2 separate regions of the Mus musculus genome follow, and region 2 is linked to region 1. A link is a contact called in public HiChIP or PLAC-seq data. All regions are on one chromosome and are shown on one strand. The core of a region is the stretch at or near the end of the contact, and the rest is flanking DNA. Distances in the headings are between cores, read along the strand shown. Region 1 overlaps Gabarapl1 (gamma-aminobutyric acid (GABA) A receptor-associated protein-like 1). Region 2 has its middle 31 kb from the start of Ybx3.

Evidence for each region. HiChIP or PLAC-seq counts read pairs in DNA pulled down with a chosen protein or histone mark.
Region 2: an HNF4G HiChIP or PLAC-seq map of pancreatic cancer cells shows a contact between it and region 1. The contact joins two enhancer-like sites. A contact is called at or near these places in 5 of 39 promoter capture datasets (cranial neural crest, frontonasal cranial neural crest, liver and 2 more), 1 of 15 datasets of contacts at CTCF or cohesin (large pre-B cells), 2 of 484 Hi-C or Micro-C datasets (cerebral cortex and pro-B cells) and 9 of 115 datasets of contacts at active chromatin or transcription factors (astrocytes, double positive thymocytes, embryonic forebrain and 6 more).

What each region holds. Positions count from the first base shown.
Region 1 is chr6:129,538,618-129,543,231 of GRCm38.p6, forward strand. It overlaps Gabarapl1 (gamma-aminobutyric acid (GABA) A receptor-associated protein-like 1), which reads left to right. Exons shown (of 4, transcript NM_020590.4): 3 at 1-71; 4 at 2,485-3,714. The coding sequence ends at 2,550. Among named protein-coding and RNA genes, the nearest start is that of 1700101I11Rik, 7.6 kb to the left of the region's middle. Within about 2 kb of position 2,079, at least 23 of the 459 cell types and tissues checked have an H3K27ac peak or open chromatin away from gene starts, as enhancers often do. A contact at or near this core is called in pancreatic cancer cells, where this site is marked.
Region 2 is chr6:131,416,707-131,421,320 of GRCm38.p6, forward strand. No RefSeq gene overlaps it. Among named protein-coding and RNA genes, the nearest start is that of Ybx3, 31 kb to the left of the region's middle. Within about 2 kb of position 2,170, at least 75 of the 459 cell types and tissues checked have an H3K27ac peak or open chromatin away from gene starts, as enhancers often do. A contact at or near this core is called in pancreatic cancer cells, where this site is marked.

The sequences.
Region 1 (4,614 bases), core at 829-3,328:
AGGACGCCTTATTCTTCTTTGTCAACAACACCATCCCTCCCACCAGTGCTACCATGGGCCAGCTGTATGAGGTAATGGTCTTGATCACAATACCCAGCAGCCTGGTGTCCCTTCGCTCTGGTTCCAGGGTTTGTTAAACACCTGGGAAGTAGGGCAGGAGGTGTTATTTATGGGGATCCTCTTACACACAGCACTGTGACGCTGGGAGATTAGATACCCTTTGTCCTTTAGGGACTGAGCACCTACTCGATTTAATCTTTTGAAATCTCTCTCTAGTCTTTCCTGACTGTAGTACTTTATTGCCGGTTCCAGTGGTTCTTGGTAGCAAAGCATCACCATGCTCACCCTTCTGTTACTGTCTCTGGAAGCACAGTTTGTTAGTGAACTGTGCACTCCATTTCCTGCCTGTCAGCCATCCACATCTAGCAATAGATGGAGAAAAGAGACACCAGCAACCCTTGGCTCCTTTTCCGTCTGAACCTGGAGCCCTGTCTTCCCAGTTAGCTCCCACATAAACGGCCAAGATTCGGCTTAGGACAGGCACATCTGGAAGCTCTCTTTCTAGAGCAAACCGGAGGCCACGTAAGAGTTTCCATTATCTGAGTACAGGGAATGAGTTAAAGTGTCAAGTTAGGATCTGATTTGGGAAAAACTGTAGTGAGGACTTCATATACAAATAATGTGACCTAAGATTGTGACTGTACTACTCCTTGTACGATGTCACACATGATACTGCCTTCCCATTGTGCTCCAATAGTCAGATGCACATCTAGTAACCCCTGGTCTAGCCCTTATTATTCCATAGCATATATTCCCGTGAGTATGTATGCCAGTAGATGCTTTGTGGTTTCTGTGCTCTCCTTGCTAGAGTGAGGAGTTTTTTTTTTTCCTTTTTTTAAATGTGTGTGTGTGTGTGTGTGTGTGTGTGTGTGCTTGCAAGTGTACATGGATGTGCGCACACAGGTGGACATCGAAGGACAGTTTCAGGGTGTTTCATCAAGAACACTGTGTGCCTCTCTTGAGACAAGGTTTCATTATTGGCTTAGAACACACAGATAGGCTGGCCTGACAGGCCGGTGAGCCCCAGGGATCCTCCTGACCTCCCCAGAGCTGGAGTTACAAGCACACAACATCACACATGCCATTTTTATCTGGGTTCTGGGAATTGAACTCGGGGCCTCTGTACGGCAAGGCAAGCCTTTACTCACTGACCCATGTCTCCCAGCCCCCGGCCTAAGAGTAATTTTTTTTTCAAGGTAAGAATTATTTTCGCAATGTTTTGTTTGTGAAAGCTCTGAAATCATGCCAAAAACTTGCAAGAATTTTACTGATGGTACTGGGTGGCTTACCAGGCAGGGCTCGACAGCTCACACGGTGTGCTGTATTATGTTTTGACATTTAATTCATTTATCCATTCCTGTTCATCTTTGGAGATCTTTTTTGTTTTGTTTTACTTTGGGTCTCTGAGATAGAGTCTTGACAAGAAGCTCAGGCTGGCTTGGGATTTGCCAGGTAGCCCAGGCTGACCTCAAGCTTTAATGTTCCTACCTCAGCCTCTCACATGCTAAGATTACAGGTGTACATCATTGCACCCAGCCTTTTTTTTCCCAGTGTCTTTTATTAGCATATATTCATTATATAAATGGGTCTTATTTTTTTTTGTTCTCATACTTGTACATAACATATTTCAGTCAGATTTACCCCCACATCTTACCCTGTCGCTTTCCCCTCTCAGTCTTGCTTTGTTAACCCAGTTATTTAAAGGAGAGCACTCAGCTTGTTTACGGAAGCATGGATGGACACTTTTCTACAATAGAAGATGACTCCTTGTCCCCCTCAACTATCAATCAAGTATAGATTCTCAGAAAGGGGTGAGGCCTGAGAAACCCGCTCCCTGTCATGATGGGATGTTGTTGATAGGCCCAATTTTGCGGAGGGCCGGTGCATTGCAAATCAACCAAAGCTGCCTATGAGTTCAGGATTACAACAGCCATCTCATGCCCAGAAGCCAGCATTCCACACCTCTCCGCGCCCTTCCTCAGAGTCTGACATTCATTCTTCTTCCTTGAGTGTTGGTGGGGGCAATTTAGATGACTCATGTGTGGCCAGGCACTAAGTAATCCTGACCAATTAGGTTCTGTAGCCACTGCAGACCACTGTGGCTAAAGTTGACTGGAGAATGGTTGTTTCTAGGAGTAAGGCTTACTCTGGTTATTTTTCTGCTGTTGGTGAGATACATTCTTTATTCCTTTTGTTGTTCTTTGTTTTCCTTTTTCCTGATGCTAAAAATGTAAACCCAGGGCTTCACACATTTGAGGCAAGGTTCTACCACTGGGCTGCACCCCAAGTCCTGTTCCATATTTTAAATGAGAATAATGCTGACTTCCACGCCTCCTTTATAAGATTGTTCGAGGCTCAGAATCAGAGATTATAAACATGAATGTTTAGTATTTTCTGAATTGTCGTCTTGTCTCCTCTTCTTAGGACAACCACGAGGAAGACTATTTTCTGTATGTGGCCTACAGTGATGAAAGTGTCTATGGAAAATGAGGCAGAAGCCCAGCAGATGGGAGCACCTGGACTTGGGGGTAGGGGAGGGGTGCGCGTGGGACTTGGGGAACCAGAGGGAGGGCTCCCAACCATGGAGGAGACGCAAGGTGAAGACATCGGGAAACATCACACCGCACACGCTGTCGTCTTTTTTTCACAAGCTCAATTGTTACTTTTCTCTGCTTCCTCAGCCCAGGAAGAACTTGTGTTGCATTGGCTGTGAGAGCGGGATGGGGACGACATGAATCACAGCTTTGCTGTGAGCTTTCTCTCGTGCAGTTTCATCAGAGGTTTGGGAGGAGGGCAAGTGGCCGCTAGAGAAGAATACAATTTAGCAGCAACTGCCGGCTCTTTGGGCAGAGGTTTGATTTTTGGCATTTGTACAAGCCGCACGGGCAAAGGGGGAAAAGAATGCCGTAGGGGACCACACCTAAGGGACCAAAAGATACCCACTGTCACTGAAGCATTGTACCCCTAACCTCTGTCTCCATACCTTCCTCTCCTAGTCCTTTTCTTCCACCCAGGCTTCATAGCTCCGCCCCAGTTGTGGCAGGAGACATTCGAACAGACGTTTAGACGTTTAGAGTCCTCTTGGAAAATAGGGCCGTGCGGGAACGGTTATGATTGCCAGCGTTTTGGATGGCATTAAACTGGAGTTCAGGGTTGAACATGTCCTGCTCCTCATCCCATAAGTACCTTGGACTTTCAGGAGCCTCAGGATCAGTCCTCTAGCATTTCCTTCACCTTTCTCATGTACAGGGGCAGCGTGTCTGTGTGTGGAGGGTCCGGGTTACAAGGTAAGCTAGGTTGCCCACTTGCCCACTCGTCCTCTCCCTGCTGCAGTCTCTTGGGTCTCACACGCACTGCAAATGCTAAGCGATGGCCAGCTGTCTCCCTCCGTGGCATCTGCTATTCAAAGAAGATGGAGTGAGAGGGGCGCCAGAGTTTCATGGGGGCTTTACTCATTCATTTCATTTAGGGACTCTGTGGGGGGAGGGGCAGGCATTGCATTCTCACATGACATTTCAATTCATCTCTACCAATGAAGAGCGTCCTCCCTGTTGGGAGCAATCTGTACGTCTGTTTTGTCAGCTTCAGGTTCTGGTACTTTGAAGTCAATGCTGTCAGGCCAGGGAAATAAAATAATTGCTTACCTTAAAAGTCTACCTGGACTCAGAATTGTGGCCTCTTTCTTTTTCTTTTCCTTTTTCTTTTTCTTTCTCTTTTTCTTTTTCTTTTTTTTTCTTTTCCTTTTCCTTTTTCTTTCTTTCTTTTTTTTTTTTTTTGGTTTGGTTTGGTTTTCATTTAGGTGAAGGTTATGTGGACACCTGCATTTTTAAGGAACTTGAAATGGGTATGGAATTGGCAGTTTCGTGCTTACATGGGTCGGATGTATACATGCTTATTTCCCTGTTGCCCGTGGGTGGATGCTCCAGTGTATTGTTCCTGGTGTGTTTCAGTGTGCACAGTTTTTTTACCTGGTTTGTAAGTGCCAGTGACTGCTTCATCTGTTTCTCAAAGCTAAAGTCCACCTGCCACCTGTGCTAATTAGGAATGCAAATGTCTGGGTCTGGTCCCAGATTTGACTGGCAGCCATGTAGGCAGTTCACCATGAGTAGGTGCCTCAGAAGATCCTGCTGAGCCTTCAAGTCTGCTGTTGAGGGCTTTGCTGATGAGCCCTAAACACAACTTATTCTCTCTATTAATGCTTCATGAGATGTTAACACCTTCCAAAGCAGGAGATGGTACATGTCTTGTAGCTGGGTATGGGTCTTTGAGTCGGGAATCTTGTGTGGCTAAGCTGGGGAGTTGGAAATCAGAGAAAACAAACAGCCAGGACATGAGTGAACCCTCAGTCCCATTTCTAACCCTCTGATCTCTTGGCAACTCCACACCTAGGTGGTGGCTTCCTCTTTATTTTTAAGGAATATGATTGAGTCACTAGAAAGGAATTAGGAAGTCATAGATCTATGCCAGGATTCTACCAACAGTCAAATTGCCCACTGAAGTGATGGAATAAATTCAGTGAGGATTGAGAAGAGGGGAAGACAACCTGAAAATAGC
Region 2 (4,614 bases), core at 920-3,419, 1.9 Mb after region 1:
CTGCCCCACAAGCTCCAGGCACCTCCTATCTCTTCTGTACCAGTGCTAAGATTACAGGGGTTCACTGGCACACTTCGTGTGTGTGTGTGTGTGTGTGTGTGTGTGTGTGTGTGTGTTGGAAGTTAATCTCATGTCCTTAAATTTGCATACACAGCACTTTACCACTGACTGAGCCTTCTCTCCAATCCCCTAAACCATTTTTTAAAGTCCCCCCCCCCCTTTTATCTAGCCTAACATTTTCATAGGGTGTTTGTAGCTCAGAATCTCCTTCATTGATAATTACTACTCTCAACCATTTTTAATTATACTACAGCTGTAGAGATTGTGAATAAAGGAATCAAAGATATGAGTCTGTCTCTTTTAGTCCCTGGAGGTAAAGATGTGTGAGAGGGAAGAGAGTCAGTCCCCAGAAAGAAGCAATGTTTTGCACATGACAAGAAAGGCATGGAGAGGGGATTCCAGAGGAAAAAAATACAGGTTAGGAATCCCTTATTCTAAATGCTTGAGACTAGAACTATTTTAAGTTCTTAAATTTTTCTTAAGTAAACTTCTTATGTAAATTTACATGTATATAAAAAGAGGCCCAGTAGGGAAGAGATCCAAGTCTAAACATGAAATTCATTTCTGTTTCACACATACATTACACACATTGCCTGGAGGTAATTATACATTATATTTTTATTGCATCTATGTTTTGAGTGTGACTCATCCCATGAGGTCAGGCATGGAATATTCCACTCATGGTGTCAGGTTGATACTCACAAAAGCTTTGACTTTAGAACATTTCACATTTCAGGTGTTTTACTTTTTGGAGGGGGATCGGGTTTCACTCTGCAGTGCAGGCTGATCTTGAACTCATTGATATCCTTCTGTCTTAGTCTTTGGAGTTCTGGGACTAGAAGCAGGAGCTGTCACTTCTGGTTCTGGTTATGTGTAATATGGTTGGATCATGAGGGTCTGTGTTTTATTTTCATTTCTGTTGCTATGATAAGACATTTGATAAAAGGAAGCAGAGGAGAGAGAGGAGTTTGTTTTTGCTCACAGTTGCAGGTTATAGTCCATCAATGCAAGGAATTCACAGAGGTGCAAGTTTTGAAATAGCTAGGCACATCCACAGTCAAAAACGGAGAAAACAAATACATCCATACCTCCAGCTCAACTCCCTTTCTCTGCTTCTATTCAGTCCAGGAACCAACCCTACAGAGTGGTGTAACTAACTTTTAGACTTGGTCTTCCCACATCAATTAACATATCCATGACAATTCCCTAAGGATTGACCACACAGGCACACCTGTTCTAGATTATCCTTCACTTTCCCAACCAGCTGACTCTAGGCTGTGCCCAGGTAACAGTTAAAATAAGCCATTACAGCATGTATAAAAAATTATAATAACTTCAGGTGCTTTTCTGATATTTTATTTCAACCTTCTGTATCAAAGAAGCGTTTTTATCTTTGTATACTTTAAAACACCTCATACTTACTTTAAATGCCATTTTTTTCTCTTTTAACTCAGTTTGGATGAAATTCTGTTGTTTCTCTTTTAAGATAAGAGCCAGTATGGGGTGGCACCATTATTTCATGGTGCCAAGGGTTGAACCCAGAGACAAATACCTGTTAGGTAAGTGTTCTGTTGTGGAGCCACACTCCCAGCTCCTCATGGGTGGTTTAAGCTACAAGGGACAGATCTGAGTGACCCTGATATAAAACCCAAAGTGGGCATTGCTACAGCTGTCTAGTGTCATTTTGTAGTGACTAGAAGATGATTTATATTAGCCTGTTCTAAAAAGGAGTCAGCTTGATGGTGCTCCCTTGACGGTGCTCCCTTTCTCTTATCAAGAAAACAGTGAAAGCACCATTTCTTGTACTAGTGAGTATATAGAGGAAGGAAGGGCCCTTCGGGTTAGTTCTCTTCACAGGTGTCAGCTTGCTGTAGGATCCTGGGCATTCAGCTAAGGCTGGAATTCTACCTCCATTGTTTACTTTCAATAACTTGGTATTTTAGTAGCTTATCTTCCCCCTCCCAGTTGTCTCACTTTCTTTCGAATCAGTAAGGGATTGATTGGTAAAGCCTGCTTTGTGTGGCAAAGGACCTAGATCATAGCTGAACCTCCTCTGGGAGTCATTGGTCCCACTCTCAGGCTTTGTGTGTGGCCTTTGTTCTACTGGCCCCAGCAGCCTGGTGACTTCATAAAAACAGGGAAGGGAGAGCTGTAAACATTAGCTTCTGAAGAAGACAGTTTCTGAGAATCTAAACTTGCCATTTATTTTTACTCAGTGTTATTGCCACCCAGTGGATTTGTTGGGTAATGAAACTAAGGCTGAGAAATCAAAAGTGGAATGAAGCCAAGCAAAGTGCATTCCAGTCTTTATGAGTCCCCTCTTCCAGCACTGGGAGAGTGAACCCAAGTTGTTTTGCTGGGGCTTGAGTGAGATCATTACATAATACACTTTCATCCCTTCCTCTTCAGTTTCACATGTAAAAAGCAAGTTCTAGGTAATTTGAATTTTAAGCCTGGACAGCAGTGAATGTAGGAAGAGAACCTAAGATCTCCTGATGTCTAATCAAATATTCTTCCCTTTAACATGGTTGGATAACAAATACTATTAGGGCAAAGAATTGATTATTTTCTCAATACTATCTCATAAACAACTCTTTTATAATACAAAAGTGATAATTATAAGTAATTGATCACTTAGAAATCTGCCTTATAGCATCGTATCTAATGTGGTGCTGCCCTTTTGTTGTTGTTGTTGTTGTTGTTTTTTCCGAGACACGGTTTCTCTGTATAGCCCTGGTTGTCCTGGAACTCACTTTGTAGACCAGGCTGACCTCAAACTCAGAAATCTGCCTGCCTCTGCCTCCAGAGTGCTGGGATTAAAGGCATGCGCCACCACGCCCGGCAGGTTCTGCCCTTTTATGGTTGATTTCCTTGGAATTGTTCTTCACCTTTTAGAAGCATTTTCTGTTGCTCTCTTTTTATGGATGTGCTGCCCATGGTCACACTCTAAGGACCAGGCTCCATTTACTCAAGCCTCCTTGAGAACTTCCTGTTTCTGTCTACTTCCAAAGACACTCCTCAGCCTCAGAGAAGCTCTGTACATGCTATTACCTCTATGTTCCACTACGTCCTGTCTGCTTCTGAGCCTGTGGGTTGTAGTGGTTCATCTTCCTCTTTTGAGGTATTAGGGAGTTCTTTCAGCATTTTACTAGTTCTTTAGCCAGGTGATCAACTCAGAAAAGTGCCCCGTCTCATCGTCTCATCATCTCATCTTATGTTGAAGAGCACTTGAATTGTCAGCATGCATTCAGTCACTATGCATTTATTAACCCATTGTGGGTATCCCTTCCCTTCCTTTCCACTTTCAAGCACCTTTCTTTCTTTTATCAAGGTGGTTGAGATGCAGAGAGGAGGGCAGATTAATTTTAGAATATTTAAGTCTCATGGAAAAATTCTGTTCGGATTCATGACTTGATAGAACAACCTAGAGAGAATTGACAGTTTAGAATCATCTTCCCAGCCTTAAACTTGAGTTACTGCTCTTTGTCCTACCTCCATTAACTCTCAAAAATGTTCTGATTTTCTTTTAGAGATCTGACATTGATGTTTTGTAAAAAGCTTTTTTTTTAAACTTCCCTTTTCTACTGGTCATTGCTGTTCAAACTACAAGTATTTACATGCTAGTTATTTTAAACTTTAGTCAACTTTTACCTGTACAACTTATTCATTGATTTAAATACTGTCCCTTGGTTTTGCTTGGATTCTCAAAGACAGTCATAATGACTGACCTTTGCCCATTTAATAGTTATGCTTTCTGTGTACTTTCCCATTCTTTCTTTTCTATTTCTGGTTTTTAGTGAACTCATTCCCTCCTGTGTAGGCTTTGTTTTCCTTGACTTACCATGAGTGAGTGTGTGTGAGACCGTGAATGTGTGTCTGTGTGTGAGTGTGTATGCATGGCTATGTGTCTCTGTGTGTGTGAGTATGTGTGTATTTTGTGGAGGTTGATGTTTGTGTTTTTGTGGTGGGTGTGGAAGCAGGGCTAACCTGTTGGATCGTTTTGCATTCCTTCTCTAAGCAGTCATCTTAATGAGGGCCCTAGACTCCCCAGTCTTCCCTGTTTGCCCTAATTATAGGTTAGGAGAGTCTAAAGACTAACCTCAGCCTTTATCAGATGTTTTACCTGGTTGCTCTCTCAGAGGAGATATGCCCTCTCAAGGAAGTACTCCAAATCCCTACATTTTGAAGGGACAGAGGCAGTTCTAGTTTTCTGTTCTTTCTTCTTTTTTTAAAGTTTAAGTTTTTATTTATTCTTCTTTCATACATCACAACCGCAACTTCCCCTTCCTCCACTCTTTCCAGCCCTGCCCCCCCCCCCCCCAATGCTCCAATCCTAGACTCACTCCTTCCACTCCAGTCTCTCCCCATCCCCTGAAAAGAGCAGGGCTCCTAGTGATATCAACCGAACTGGCACAAGATACAGTAAGATCAGGCACACAACCCTTACATTAAGGCTAGACAAGTTAACCTAGTAGGAGGAAAAGGGTCTCAAAAGCAAGCAAGAGTGTCAGATACCCCAATGCCCATTGTTAGGAGCACCCTCTCCCCTGAAAG